Linked DNA regions of Sus scrofa: regions 2 and 3 are each linked to region 1. The links are chromatin contacts, called in public Hi-C maps. All regions are on one chromosome and are shown on one strand. Each heading gives the region's core, a stretch centred on a gene start, on an enhancer-like site or on the middle of the called end of the contact. The rest is flanking DNA. Distances are from core to core; before and after follow the strand shown.

The links. Hi-C and Micro-C count contacts between places; a contact is called where the count stands out from the background.
Region 2: a Hi-C map of skeletal muscle shows a contact between it and region 1, with 16 times the contacts expected there. The contact joins the promoter of INPP4B here to the enhancer-like site in region 1. A contact is called at or near these places in 19 of 47 Hi-C or Micro-C datasets (alveolar macrophages, brain, embryonic fibroblasts and 12 more) and 2 of 2 datasets of contacts at active chromatin or transcription factors (alveolar macrophages and skeletal muscle).
Region 3: a contact with region 1 is called in a Hi-C map of skeletal muscle, with 7 times the contacts expected there. The contact joins the promoter of GAB1 here to the enhancer-like site in region 1. A contact is called at or near these places in 1 of 5 promoter capture datasets (liver), 2 of 47 Hi-C or Micro-C datasets (embryonic fibroblasts and skeletal muscle) and 1 of 2 datasets of contacts at active chromatin or transcription factors (skeletal muscle).

Annotation. Positions count from the first base shown.
Region 1 is chr8:86,072,117-86,074,816 of Sscrofa11.1, forward strand. LOC106504720 (a long non-coding RNA gene) reads right to left here. Exons shown (of 4, transcript XR_001298412.2): 2 at 433-513. Among named protein-coding and RNA genes, the nearest start is that of RNF150, 14 kb to the right of the region's middle. Within about 2 kb of position 1,350, at least 14 of the 83 cell types and tissues checked have an H3K27ac peak or open chromatin away from gene starts, as enhancers often do. A contact at or near this core is called in alveolar macrophages and skeletal muscle, where this site is marked.
Region 2 is chr8:84,810,675-84,813,374 of Sscrofa11.1, forward strand. It overlaps INPP4B (type II inositol 3,4-bisphosphate 4-phosphatase), which reads left to right and starts at 1,408. Exons shown (of 30, transcript XM_021100673.1): 1 at 1,408-1,650.
Region 3 is chr8:84,390,220-84,393,027 of Sscrofa11.1, forward strand. GAB1 (GRB2-associated-binding protein 1) reads right to left here and starts at 1,292. Exons shown (of 12, transcript XM_003129177.6): 1 at 345-1,292. The coding sequence starts at 416.

The DNA of each region.
Region 1 (2,700 bases), core at 100-2,599:
TGGATCCCGCGTTGCTATGGCTGTGGTGTAGGCCGGTGGCTACAGTTCCCATTAGACCCCTAGCCTGGGAACCTCCATATGCCATGGGAGCGGCCCTACAAAAGGCAAAAAGACCAAAAAAATAAAACAAAATAAAAGATTTATGGGAAGCAACCTCCCCACCCCTTTTGGAGGCGCTGTTCTTGCATTTGCATGTGACACCTGGAGTTTCTGCAGCTGTCTGTGACTGTGAGAGGAGACATTGATGACACCCTGAAGGTGGCACAGCAGACAGGTAGAAAGCATCTGAGAGCTTGAGATCAGAGTTAAACTTTGGCTTTGCCAACCTCAGAACTATCTACCGTTGGACTTCTTGTAACGTGAGATATGAAGCACATTGTTTTTTAAGCCATTTTTAGTTGAGAACTCTGTTACGTGCAGCTGAAGTGTTACACATCCCATAAGGTGTTGCCACTCTCAAGGTCTCTAGGCTTCAAAATGTCTGGACTTGGTGGATTCCTTTCTTTGAATCATCTACAAAACATACTCAGAGAGTTATAGTTAAACCTAATCTATCCCATCGTTTTCTTACTAGTGGAGCAACAGACAAAAGGGGAAATTTTATGAAGGAGAAGATACTAGTAAAATATCTGTTGGATGAGGATGACATCGCCCAGCCTTTGCTTTTGTGAAAAGGCGCGCAGTTCCTATTTCCTGCCACGATGTACCAGGCATAGAGGCTGTTACTTCTACCCACATATAGGCTCATTGAGAGAATTAGATGGAAACGTGAGTCTGAAACCTCGATTCTCACTGGGTAAGGGTTTCCCTCTTTTCCTGCTCTCTACCAACTTATACCCTCTCATCCATCAAACCTCATGGAGAACTCACCTTCTCACACGAGCTCTCCCCAGATTAAACTGATCGGTTCGTTTGGGTCCCCTTGGCACTCAAGACTAGGGTCTGAGTTTAGGTACCACTGCTAAGTTTTCTGCTGCATGTGGGCCTATGCCACTCTCTAGTCTCACACCAGGATTGCAGAGAAGTCAAGCAAGGCAGAGATGTCAGCCTCCGCTTCCTTGTGAGTATGGGCGTTCTCTGACTCCTCCACCCTATCCACCCCCCAACATTTAGCCTTCAGACCTAAACATAGTCCACTGCCCAATGATTGCCAAGAACCGCCTGCCTTAGCGACCCTGCTAACACAACAGTGCCGAGCTCCACAGACCGGCTGAGGACAGTGACCTGGCTCTTTAATATGCAGGCTGCGAAGTTCCTCTTTTGCTTTATAAAAGCCACTTCCTCTCCCCGAGTGGGGAGGATCTGGTTACTTGTGCGGGGAGAAGCTGGAGTGGGGCCAGAGAGCTGATAGCACTATCACCCGGAAACAGAGTCCTGCTCCATGTCAACAGTCAGGACAGACCTTCCCTTGTCATGTACTTGCTGGACATTCTTGAAATGACTCATGTAATAGCCAAAGACTGAATAAGTGCCTTTTATGTGCCTGGAACCGTTCTAAGTGCTTTTGCGGTGCTTGAATAATTTAGTCACAATTTTTGCATTTAACCATCACAGCACATTGAGGAGATAGGTATGATAATGATCTCTGTTTTCCTTCTGGGGAAACAGAGGCACAGAGACATGAGGAAACCTGCCCAGGGCCAGGTGACCAGTAAGTGGCTGATCTGGGTGTCAACCTGGGACGACCTCACTCCAGAGCCTGCACGCTTCCCCACGCATGAAGCCACTGTGAGTGCTTGGTGCCACTGCTCCCCCCATTCATGCCTGATCTGTTCAAAAGGCATGGATGAGCACCTACTGTGTGCAAAGAGCAGGTGGGTTGAAGACACGTTAGACACCATCTCTGCTGTAAGCAACACCACCGTCCAGTTGGGAAACCAATTGAAAAATAGGTAAGGGAGACCCTGCATCTTCCAGACTGGTCTTAATAGGCTGTCAATCACCTGTCCACCATCTTCTATTGCAATAGGTCAGGGCTCAATGAAGATTTTTTTTTTTTTTTTTTTTTTACAATATTTCCTTGCTGGATATATTAGTTTGTCAGAGCTCCCAAAACAGAGACTGGATGGCTTTCAACAACAGAAGTTTATCTTCTCACAGTTCTGGGAGCTAGAAGTTCAAAGTTAAGGGGTCAGCAAGGCTGGTTTCTTCTGAGGACTCTCTCTTTGGCTTATAGACAGCTGTCCTCACCCTGTGTCTCCCCGTGGTCTTCCCTCCATGCCCATGGCCAAACATCCTCTTCTTAGAAGGACACCAGTCCAATTGGCTTAGGGCTCAATCTAAAGACCTCATTTTAACTTAGTTACCCCTTTTTGGTACCTTTTTTTTAAATCAAAATATAGTTAATTTACAATGTTGTGCCAATTTCTGCTGCACAGCCAAGTGACCCAGTTATATGAATATACACATTCTTTCCCTCATATCATCCCCCGTCCTGGCCTATCCCAAGACTAGACCCAGTTCCCCGTGCTGTACGGTAGGATCTCATTGCCCATCCATTCTAAATGTTACCTACCTCTTTAAAGAGCCTTTTTCCAAATAGTCACCTTCCTAGGTACTGGGGGTTAGAACTCCAATATCTGAATTTGAGGGGGCTATAACTCAGCCCATTGCAATGTATTAACTTCCCCTTTCTACCAACTTCTCCAAAAAGGACTCTGACATCTTTAATGACTGTAAACCTCCAGCACTTGTAAGAAT
Region 2 (2,700 bases), core at 158-2,657, 1.3 Mb before region 1:
CGTTAGGCATTGTTCCAAGTTCTGAGGAAGAGCAATAGGAAAAAACAAACAAACAAACAAACATCAAAGTCTCTGCTCTCATTGATAAAGCTTCTAACCTGCTGGCTGGCAGTGAAATGCTTGCGGAGAGAATGGATGCCTAGAGTAGGAAGTGACAGCAGGGGTGACAGGTGGGGACAGCTACAGCTTCCCACTTGGTGTAACATTAAGCCCTGACTTAACCCAAATCGATGTTACCATCCTAACTTTGGGATTCCAGTCTCTCTGCGTGGCAAATGTAACCTGAGCATACTGGTATTCTCACTCCGCCTTATTATCTTTTAAAAGTGCCCTTACCGAGGGTGCTTGCCTGGACTGGGGCTGGCATTCCCAGCTTTACCATTACCTTTGAGCAGCTCAGTCAATACCTCTCCACGAGAACCGCCAGGTGGCACCTGTAAGGCGCAGATGGGGAGAGGCATTTGCCCCACACCCCGCAACCCGGAATAGCCAGGCAGCTTGCCTTCGCCCGTGGGCTTGTTTGCGAGGAAGTGAGGGAGTTTTAGCCTCGGTTCAGACTGCGCGATTACGTACCCTGTTTTCCTGACACCCAAACAGACAGAGCGTAGATTTGTCTCCACGCGCCGGGGCTGCCAAAGGCGTGACACACGCCTGTGGGGAACAGCTCGGCCTCAGTCCCCGAGCAGAGACGTGGGGACTGCGGCGGGTGGTCGGTGGGCTGCGCTGAGCTGGAAGCCTCGCCATTGCCCAGGTCTCCTCCGCCCTAAGTCCGGGCCCAGGCAGAGGAGTAGTAAGAGAGACAGGTCCCAGAGTGGTGGCAGGCAGAAGTCCGGGGAACGGGGCGGGGACGGGGGGAACGTCGCTTCCCTACCCTCCCGGACTGAGCCCGGTTCTGGGGCGCCCCCTTTCGCCGTTTAAAAACCCCTGTGGTTTCCGTGGCCCCGGCCGCGGCGTGGCGGCCTCGGGTCACCTCTCACCACCGCTCCGCAGCGGTGCTCCTGGCAGCACAGGCTAGGGACCGTCCCCGCTGGCAGAGGGGCCCAGCAGAGGGTCGGGGTGCGGGGTGGCGGTACACAGAGTGAGCCTGTTGGGGTCATTTCAGGTTGGGCGGCGGGGACATCAACTCCACTCCATCGGTAGTGGGAGGCGAGCTGCGCCAGCTGCGCGACTCTTGCTGCCGTCGCTGCCTCTGTTCGGGCGCCGGTGACATTGGGAGGAGACCGCTGGGAACCAGCAGAAGAGGAAGAGGAGCAGGGAGGGGTGGGATTGGAGGGGCGGGGGGGGTGCGGGGGGAGAAAGTAGCGATTGTGCCAGGGGAGCATGTGAGCAGGGGAGAGGCGGCCGCGCCGGCGACAACTTCTCCGGGGCGCGCGCGGCGGGGCGGGGAGCGAGCGGGGAGCGCGGCGGGAACCCGGAGCCCGAGGGAGGCGCGGGCGCCTCGGGGAGCAGCCGCTCGCGCCCTGCGCCCTGCGCCGCCGCGCCGCCGGCTCGCTTCCTCCGGGTTCCCAGCCCGGGTGCTGAGGCTCCGGTCTATAAATAGCAGGTTACAGCTCTCGCTAGGCGCGCACACGCTCACCCGCGAACGCCGGAAAGTCAGGCTAAAAGTGTCTGCTGCTGCTGCTGCCGCCCCCCACTCCGCCTCCAGGAGAGGTAATTACCCGCCGGGGCTCCCAGGGCCGGGTGGGGGGTTTGGCCAGGGTGGTCTGGGAGGCGGTGGGGAATGTGTCAGGCGTTGGAGCGGGTCTGAGAGCGGGGTGGGGGGGGTCACGTCCTGGCGGGGGGTGGTGAGGGAGTCTTGTTTGGCATTAAGTTTCTCAGCCTGGCAGCCCCGATAGCCCCATACGGCCCTCGCGCCTAAGGGGTGTGGTGCGCTGCCTCTCCTCGGCAGCAGGAGTACCCCTGACCCCCGCGGACACTCTGGCCCGGCGCCGCTCGGTCGGGCCCACGCGCGGGTTCACGTTCATCCTCACCCCTTCACACTCACTCTCAGGGCCCCGGGTTAACTCCGAGCTCTGGCCTCGCTGACCTTCCAAGGCTGCGCCCACCCTCGCGGTCCCTTTGGAGGGGCTGCGGTGGCCAGAGGGAGGGGGGGCTCGCTCTCATCCCTATCCCGGCCACAAAGCTGCCAACGCCGCCCGCCCCGGGAGAAGTCGCCTTCAGGGCGAAGGGTGGGGGTGGGGTGGGGGTGGGAGTGAGGGTGCTTGATACTGGGGTCTCAGTTGCCCCGTTTTGGGCTTTTCCTAAAGAGTCCCTGTCATGACCACCCTCGTTCCACTCCCAGCAACTCAGCCCGCTACGTGTCTCTTCTTGGCAACCAGACATCACTTGTCCTCCCACAGAGAGGTCCTTCTAAAGGGTCAGAAAGCCAGGGCCATGACTTGAAAGCGCGGTGGTGGTGCTGCTGGTGGTACTGTGTGTTGTGGGGGGAGCATCGTTGTTTGAAGTCTGAAAACTGCGCTGCAGGGTCCGCGAGCTCTCAGGGCACCTCTGGCACGGAGCACCCAGGCCAGGGATGTTCGGAGCTAGGGGTCGTTCCTGAAGGGACTTTCAGGCTTGTCGCTGGGACTAAGACCAGGATGCTGGAGCTCCAGGTACCTGTTTTTGCCCCTCCCTTTGCCTCTGAAATCTCCTCCCTGTTGGGGGGTGGTTTCTGTCCCTAGAAGATGGAGAGGCACCAGCAGTTTCTATTTGGGGACTAGA
Region 3 (2,808 bases), core at 42-2,541, 1.7 Mb before region 1:
AACACCTTGGCGGTTTTCCCAGTGCGGGAAATTTACTACACAGCAGCCCCTAAGAATTCCATGCAGAAATCACGAAAAGAGAATGCCCTCCCCTCACCCCCGCTAAAATAATAAAAACACGCAGCGGGCGTTCAGCTGGCAACGCTGGGCCTTCCGATGAGCCGAAGTCTGCAATCTGGATGGAGGAAAGATCCCCGGCCAGGCGGAGGCCAGGCGGGAGCTTACAGCCCGGGTCCCAAGCCTGCCGGGGAAGGGGCCCAGGGGCAAGGGATGGGGACTGAGTGGAAGCAGCAACGCCCGCGCGAGCCGCCCCGGGATGGGAGCAGCGGCGGAGTTTTACTTACATAACGCTTCAACTTTTTCTCCGGGGGGGACTTGCGGAGCCATCCCGAGCAGACCACTTCGCCGCCGCTCATGGTGCGCGCTTCTCAGGCTCCGCGCCGGGCGCGCTCCCGACACCGTCGACGCCGGGCGGTCGCGCAAAGGCGGGGACCTTGCTCTACTGCGGCGCACCTCGGGTGGACGGGGTGGACCGGGCGGACGGGCTTCGCGGCGCGCAGGCTCAACGCGTCCGAACTTCTTCCCCGCAGGCAGGTCCTTGGACGTGAGTAGAATCGGGCTGCGCCGCCGAGGCCGACACCTCGGGGCTGGGACCGCGGCCGGGCCGAGGGCGCCCCGGCCTTCCTTCAGTGCGCCCGCCTGGCCGCCAGGCGTGCCGTTCTGCCGGCCGCCTCCGCCGCGCTTCGGCTCCACGGGACTCTGCCCCGGCGCGGAGCCCAAGCCTCGGCCCCCTGCGCTCCGCCCCCTCGGGACAGGACCTCCCAAAGCGCTCTCGAGACAGACACGACGCTGCACGCGCACACACACATACACACTCACACACTCACAAAGCCCCCGGGAGGCGCCCACTCTGGCTCGCCCGCTCTGGGTTTCGGGGCGCCCGGCGCGATCCTCTCCTTCCTCCTCCTCCTCGGGAGAGGGTGGGTCACTTCTCCGCGGCGCCCGGGCAGCGGGGAGGAAAGGGGAAGCCGCGAGGGTCCCGTGGGCACTGGGCGCGGGGCTGGTCCCGAGCCACGGAGGGAGCCGCCGGCTGGGCGTCGCTGGGCAGGGCGCAGGTCTAGCCGGAGGGTGGGTCCGCGCTCGCCGCCGCCGCCGCCGCGGGAGAAAGAAGGCGGAGAGACGAGGAGCTCCGCGGCTAGACTGGGGGGGACCGAGCCCACCGTCCGGTCCCCTCGCGCTCCTCCCGCGCCGCCTCCCCCACCCCGGGGCGTGCGGTAGGTTCCGAGCGGCCCGGCCCCCGGCCCAGATCCCTCCCTCTCTCGGCCTCCCGGCTCCCTCTTCCTCCCTTCCCTCCTCCCCTTCCCACGTTCGGCCGGCTCCGGTTTCTGCCTAGACTTTCTCTGAAACTCCGCCGGAGCGCTTCCAGCCAAAACAACAAGGGCCGGGGAGGAGGAGACGCACGGAGGGAGGGAGCGAGAGAGGGAGGGAGCCGGAGTCCGAGAGGCACCCTGGGATCTGTAGTTCGGGAAGCTGGAGAGGGGTCCTTGGCCGCCTGGCTGCATTGGCGCCGGGAGCCCCCCGCGGGGTCCTCGCTGGGAATAGCGGCCAGGCCTCGGAGAGAGTAGCGCTCCGGGGCTCGGTCTGCTGAAGGAGTGAGGAACGTTTGAATGTTCGGTCTGGGGATTGCCATGTTGGCTCAGCCGAGTGTCAGTTTGGAGTTTGTTCGGTTTGTTTAATCAGGGGTTTGGGCGGGGGGTGAGGGGGCCTCTACTTGACGGCCGGAGGGAGACCGCGCGCCCTGAGAGTCCTCGACCCCTGTGCCCCGGCCCTCGAGGTTGAAGGTCAGACACCAGGAGAACAAGGGCGCAGGGGATCGCGCTAAGGCACCCAGTCTGGAGAGGAGATCAGAAGGGGACCCTTTCGGGCCGCTGTGGGCTGGACCTTGGAGCAGCCTTGCCTGAGTAATGGGAGTTCTTACTGGGACCAAAGATTTGGTTGAATCTCTCTCTGGGACATTTTGAAGTCACTCTCCCTCCACTTGTAGCCAGTTTCTTCCACTTGACTTTGGATTTGTTTAAAATCTACCCTTGGGATGTTGAACCAGAAAAGGGAAACTTTACTAGACGTCTTAGCTCTATTTGCTTGCGTGTGTGTATTGCAATTATGATACCTGGTCCTGAGTTTGACACGATCCTGTAATAGAAATATAAATTTATTTGTGAAAAACAAAGCCCCCAAACAAATTTTAGAAGGTAATATAAATAAATGAGATAAAAGTGCTAAAAATAGTAGATGAGTGAACATTTCTGGAAAAACCTAACCTCAGGCACTTGCTTATTAATAACAGTACTGGCATTCAAAAGTTTCTCTTGAGTTTGAAAAGGTTTACCATTATAGCAGGAAAATAGGTGCTGGGTGGTGACAAAGTTCCCTGCACTCATGGAGGTGACATTTCTGTGGTGGCAGAGGATAAACAGGGGTCAGCACAAGTACAAATTGTGATAAATGTTGTGCCCTGGGGAAAATAAACACGGTAAATTGGAAGAATAACCAGATGGGACTAGGTCAGATAGAATGAGAGAAGTCTTCCTTGAAGATAAGCTAGCCAGAGATGAGAAAGGTGTTTGTAAAGAAAGAGGAGATTTATACTTGTTTTGTAGAAAAATCAAAGAGATAAGGAGGATTGAGAGAGAAAAAACAAGCAAGAGGGTTCATTGTTTTTCTTAAATTTTAAGGCTTTTCAGAATACGAGTGTAATTTTTATGGCAGCTAATAAACCAAAGCAATTTTTTATGTGAGCTCGGGTTT